Linked DNA regions of Macaca mulatta: region 1 is linked to region 2. The links are chromatin contacts, called in public Hi-C maps. All regions are on one chromosome and are shown on one strand. The core of a region is the stretch at or near the end of the contact, and the rest is flanking DNA. Distances in the headings are between cores, read along the strand shown.

The links. A called contact is a pair of places that touch in the nucleus more often than the background predicts.
Region 1: a Hi-C map of cortical neurons shows a contact between it and region 2, with 2.2 times the contacts expected there. The contact joins the promoter of KCNK6 here to the promoter of SPINT2 in region 2. A contact is called at or near these places in 4 of 14 Hi-C or Micro-C datasets (cortical neurons, fetal cortex germinal zone, fibroblasts and 1 more).

Annotation. Positions count from the first base shown.
Region 1 is chr19:49,396,659-49,399,591 of T2T-MMU8v2.0, reverse strand. KCNK6 (potassium two pore domain channel subfamily K member 6) reads right to left here and starts at 1,409. Exons shown (of 7, transcript XM_015123843.3): 1 at 1,269-1,409; 2 at 828-953. It overlaps YIF1B (Yip1 interacting factor homolog B, membrane trafficking protein), which reads left to right and starts at 1,380. Exons shown (of 9, transcript XM_077982612.1): 1 at 1,380-1,499. The coding sequence starts at 1,448.
Region 2 is chr19:49,337,373-49,340,249 of T2T-MMU8v2.0, reverse strand. It overlaps SPINT2 (serine peptidase inhibitor, Kunitz type 2), which reads right to left and starts at 1,521. Exons shown (of 7, transcript NM_001194343.2): 1 at 1,055-1,521. The coding sequence starts at 1,160. All of the region lies in intron 1 of C19H19orf33 (chromosome 19 C19orf33 homolog), which reads right to left.

The sequences.
Region 1 (2,933 bases), core at 160-2,659, 59 kb before region 2:
AGCCACAGCGATAGGGTCACTTGCTGACATCCTTCCGGATGTGCTATCGCTGCGCAGAAGTAACTTCCACCACTATGTTTTCCTGAGATAAGTCGGGGAGTCTGAGAGGGAGAGAAAGGGGGAGACTGAGGGGCAGAGAGGGGAGAGACTAAGGACGCTTGGTCGGCAGGGCTCTTCACTTGCAGGTGCACCTGTGTGCTATGAGTTGCTGGGGGTTGTAGAATGCTTTTGGTGGACAGAGGGAACCAGGTTGCAATGTGAGAACATTTTTATGAATTTCTGGGAAACTGCCTTAAGATCTCTTCCAAGAGAGACACCTGGTTCTTCTCACCTAACTTGTTGGATTTCCTTTTCTCACTGTAAATATTCACTTTAAGGCTGGGCACTGTGGCTCATGTCTGTCATCCTAACGCTTTAGGAGGCTGAAGCAGGAGGATGGCTTGAGCCCAGGAATTCGAGACCAGCCTGGGCAACATAGCAAGATCCTGTTTTGACTAAAAATTAGCTGGGCATGGTGGTGCATGCCTGTGGTCCCAGTTACTGGGGAGGCTGAGGCAGGAGGATCACTTGAGCCCAGAGGGTCCGAGGCAGCCTGGGAAACAGAGCAAGACCCTGTCTCAAAATAAATAAATAATTACTTTAATACCTAAGGGCTGTCAAAAATTGTATAAGCCCCTACAACTCCTATTAGCCCCTCAGGAACACAAATGTTTCTCTTTTCCCTGCTCCACAGCCTTCTCTGGCTCTCCAGTGCTCTCAACGACCCAAATGGAACGCCTGTCTGTAGAGAACTGCATTTCCCATCGACCCTTTCGCTCGATATTTACATTTTAAAAAATGTTTTGTAGCGATGGAGATCTTGCTGTTGCCCAGGCTGGTCTCGAACTCCTGGGCTCAAGCGATCCTCGGCCTTCCAGAGTGCTGAGATTACAGGCATAAGTCACTGCGCTTGGCTAAATTAAAACAAAAAACAAAAAACCAAAACAACAGAACAAACAAAAAAAAACAACTTTGTAGGGATGAGGTGGGGCGAGGTCACTATGTTGCTCAGGCTAGTCTCGAACCCCTGGGCTCAAGCAATCCTCCCGCCTCGGCCTACCAAAGTGCTGGAGTTACCGGCGTGAGCACCCGCAAAGGGCAGACACAGTCACTTTCTGTCATGGCAGACACCGCCTCCTCCTGGGGTTGTTCCCGGCCCCGCCCTCCTGCCCCTCAGGCCCTGACTCGCTTTACAGCAGGAGCCCAGTAACCCAGTCTCCGCCTCTTACGTAAGGCACCGCCCACTCGCCAAGGCCTCCGTGGGAGGGCGTGGCCTTCCCTCAATCCTGACGTCCATTGGCTGTCTCTTCGCCGGCGGGGCGTGGGTACGGGAGCCGGGCGGGCACGTTCCGAACCGCGGCTGAGGCGGTGGCGGCGGCGGCGGCGAAGGCGAAGGCGAAGACGAAGGATGCACCCGGCAGGCTTGGCGGCGGCAGCGGCGGCGGGGACGCCCCGGCTGCGTAAGTGGCGTACGTGGCCGGCGGAGGAGATCGGGCGGGCAGGGGCGTGGCGGGGCGGCCGCGGCGGTTGGCGAGGTCACTGCAGGTCGGAGGTCACGAGATCAAGGATCTGGAACCCCGAGGTGTGCACAGCGCTGGGATGCCAGGTCTGGGTAGGGGGCGCCTTGGGGGGCGATTCTTTAGGAAATTCCTTTAGAAGAAAACAACTTGGGACAGGATAGCGTGCGACATGCAGAGAAATGCAACTTTCATTCATTTGCAGTTAGCGATCCGCCCTCCCCGCTCCCCACCTTTCCGTGGCTCCCCAGTGCCCGCCTGCTGTCGCCCACACCCTTAGGACAGTTTCGTGCCCCCCCGTGAGCGCAGAGGGCCATACCTACCGCTCATTTAAGAAGCGAACCTGTATTGTGCTGTTGGCCCCCTTTTCCTGTCTCTTCATCTCCGTGAGTGTGCTGTGTGTTTAATTTGTTCATTCAATCTAACTTGCCTCAACTCCCATGTGTCAGGCCCTGCGCTGGGATGGAGATGTGGGAGCCCAGAGGAGGCATGTGACCCAGCCAAGGGGTGTCAGTGAAGCTTCCTGGAAGAGCATACTTCTTTTTCCTTTTTTTTGAGACCTAATTTTGTTCTTGTTGCCCAGACTGGAGTGCAACAGCACAATCTCAGGTCACCACAACCTCCGCCTCCCGGGTTCAAGTGATTCTCCTGCCTCAGCCTCCCAAGTAGCTGGGATTACAGGGGCAGGCCACCACGCCCGGCTAATTTTGTATTTTTAATAGAGATGGGGTTTCTCCATGTTGGTCAAGCTGGTCTCGAACTCCCAACCTCAGGTGATCCGCCCGCCTAGGCCTCCCAAAGTGCTGAGATTACAGGCATGAGCCACCGCGCCTGGCATGGAAGAAGATACTTCTGATGATGAAAAGTTACCCAGGAGAAGGAGATTTGTGGTGAGAGGGCAGGCTGGGCGTGGTGGTTTACACCTATAATCCCAGCACTTTGGGAGGTCGAGGTGGGCTAATCACTTGGGACCAAGAGTTGGAGACCAGCTTGGGTAACATAGCAAAATCCTATCTCTAATAAAAGTGCAAAAAAGTAGCCGGGCGTGGTGGCGAGATTGCACCAGCCTGGGTGACAGAGCAAGACTTCACCTCAAAAAAAAAAAAAAAGAGGGTAATCCACCTGCCTCGGCCTCCCGAAGTGCTGGAATTACAGGCATGAGTCACGGTGCCCAGCCAACCAGCCTGGCCAACATGTGAAACCCTGTCTCTACTAAAAATACAAAAAAAAAAAGCTTAGGTGCCATGGCTTACACCCATAATCCCAGGACTTTGGGAGACCGAGGCGGGAGGATCACGAGGTCAGGAGTTTGAGACCAGCCTGGCCAGTATGGTGAGACCTGGTCTCTACTAAAAATACAAAATTTAGCCAAGCGTG
Region 2 (2,877 bases), core at 272-2,771:
GTCCTAGCTACTCGGAGGCTGAGGCAGGAGAATGGCGTGAACCTGGGAGGCGCAGCTTGCAGTGAGCCGAGATCGGGCCACCGCACTCCAGCCTGGGCGACAAAGCGAGACTCATAATTTGATTTTATTCTATCAAAAAAATAAAATAAAATAAACCTTCACTAGCTCTGCCTCTCTCACTAGAATATTAGCTCTGTGAATGCAGGAACCCAGCTCGTCTGAGTTAACTGTTATCACCAGCGCCAGTGCCTGACTCGTAGCAGGGCCTCAGTTAAGTTTTGCTGAATCAATGAATTCTTTCAAGAGAGCTCTTTTCAAAACCCGCTGGTGCTTGTCTGAAGCAGTTAAGGTTATAACAACACTTGTTCAAAGAGACCTTTCAGACCATACTTCCTTAAGAGTGTAGAGGTTTAAATCACCTTATTCGCCACCGACTTCTAAGGACCAATTCAAAGAACCCAACTCCAGCTGCCAATACTCTCTCGCGCCTTAGCAGAGCCTCCTCTTCCCCAACGCTTGTTTCCTTTCTTGCTCCCTCCTTCTCAGGCACCTAGTGCAACTCAACTACAAAAACTTCGGGGGAGGCTCTCGTCCAATCTCCAAAGAGGCAGGGGTGAGGTAGTCTTCCCTTAGTCTAAAACGGCCACCAGGTCACCAATCCAACCCCCACCCTCTCACAGGCCTGGCCTCTCCCTGGGCTTTGGCCATGGTACATTCCACCGCCAGGAGGAGGCAGGTCTTTAGTGCGGCTGCTCACCCCGCTCCTGCCACAGGAAGGAACAGTGCCACGCCTTCTTGGTCAATACCCTTAGACTCTTCCTTCACCCGAAGGAAACTCTCCTAACCCTCGCTCCTCCGCCCGTCTTCGCTCTCGAGGGCTACCAAACCTCATCTCAAGGCTCAATCCTCCAGGGCTGGTTCCACCACACCCACTGAACGCCATCAAGTCGCCCCCAGTTTCCTCCCCCGCCACTTTCTCCCTGCTCAGACCCCCATTGGCCCCCGAGCCCCTGCCCCCTGCGCCCCGCCTCCAGCCTCCCCGCCCGGCCCTCACCGTGGATGCTGCGTTCTCGGTCGGCCGCCAGGACCCCAGAGAGGAGCAGCGATCCCAGCAGGGCGAGAAGCGCCCGGCCCCGCCTCAGCCCGCACAGCTGCGCCATTGCCCGCTCCGCCGAGACGCGCAGGCGACGCCACAAGCCTCCAGCCGTTGGGGTCTCGCGATCAGGTGCGGGAAGCCCCTCGCCGCGCACGCGCACTGGAGCGCCTCGCGTTCAGGTGCCGGCGCTCCGAGAGGGTCCGCCAGGTGCCGAAGCCCCCGGAAGTCGCCTTTCCGGACCTTCGGTGCGGGGACACCCGGCCTTCTCGGCGCGCGATGCCTGGGTCTGCTCCTCGCACCTTCGCCGCCTGCGACACTCAACGGTCCTCCGCGCGTTCAGAGCCCCGCTACACCTCCCAACGCACGGGGGTCGCCAGAGCCAATGGCGAACGCCTTTGGAAGCGGCTTCCGAAGGTGGCAGGGCAGGCAGGGGCGGGGCGCACCTGGCTAGGCAGGGCGAGCAGGGCGCAGGCGCAAAGGGCCGGCACCTGCGCGGCCACTCCCCCGCCCTGGGCGCACCTGGGCCCGCCCCTGGTGCCGGGGGAAGAGGCGGGACTTGCGCGAGCCTGGTCTCCAACAGAACCTGGCGGGTTGGGACGCCTGCTCGCTGAGCACCTTTCACCCTTCCCGTGGGCTTGGTGACGAAGTCCGAGGAGGGCCTTCGCCATTGGACTGGTCTCAGGGTGGGAGGAGGGGGCGGCAGACACGCGTTTCTTGGAAGCCTGTGGTTTTCTGCCCGCCTCCCCGCAGCTTTCCTGTGAATTCCTTCCTGAATTCAAAGTTCACTGGGCTCATGCTCCGGGGCTTAATGCTGGGGACCCAGCGGTGGCCGTGCCAGACTGGTCCCTGAGTCACCGAGCAGGAACGGCCCAGAGTAGTGATAGCGGAAGCTTAGCGCAAAGTGATGAAAGCTGTGATGGGGAAGGCCAAGCTGAGGGATCAGAGGCTGGGACGCTAGAAAACCAGGGCATGATGGGAGCCCAGGCAGCTTTCCCATCCAGCCTGAGAGAGGGCCAAGGAGGGCTTCCTGGAGGAGGTGATAGGCCCATGCAAAAACAACAGCCCCGGGCCCTGGCTCCAAGGTTCTCAGGACAGATATGGAGACAAATACTTAGCACAGGCAGCATCAGAATTGAGAGAAAGGAAGCCCCTGGGGAATCCCAGAGGAGACACCTGACCAAGCCTGGGAGTCAAAGAGGGCTTCCTGGAAGAGGAGTTACGTGAGCTAACTCTAGAAAGGGGAATGGAGTGGGGCAGGCACACGAGTAGAGGACAGCCAACAAGGTAATCAAAATAAATGCATTATTATTGAAAACACTTTTTTAATTCTTTCTTTCTTTTTTTTGAGATGGAGTTTTGTTCTTGTTGCCCAGGCTGGAGTGCAATGGCATGATCTTGGCTCACTGCAGCGTTGACCTCCTGGGCTCAAGGGATCCTCCTACCTCAGCCTTCCAAGTAGCTGGGACTACAGATGTGAGCCACCACACCCAGCTGATTTTTAAATTTTTTGTGGAGACACGGGTCTTGCTATGTTGCCCAAGGTGGTCTCAAACTCCTGATTTCAAGGGATCCTCCTGTCTCATCCTCCAATAATGTTGTATTACAGGCATGAATCACCACACCAGGCCTGAAAACACTTTAACAGTGCTATGCAGAAAATGAATCGGGAGCTGGGATGGAAAATAATGAGATCGTTTGAATTGGGTGGTGGAGGAAGGGCTCTGTAAGGGGTGGCTTTGATAATGAACTCTGAAGGATGATAAAGGCCAAGGGACAAACAT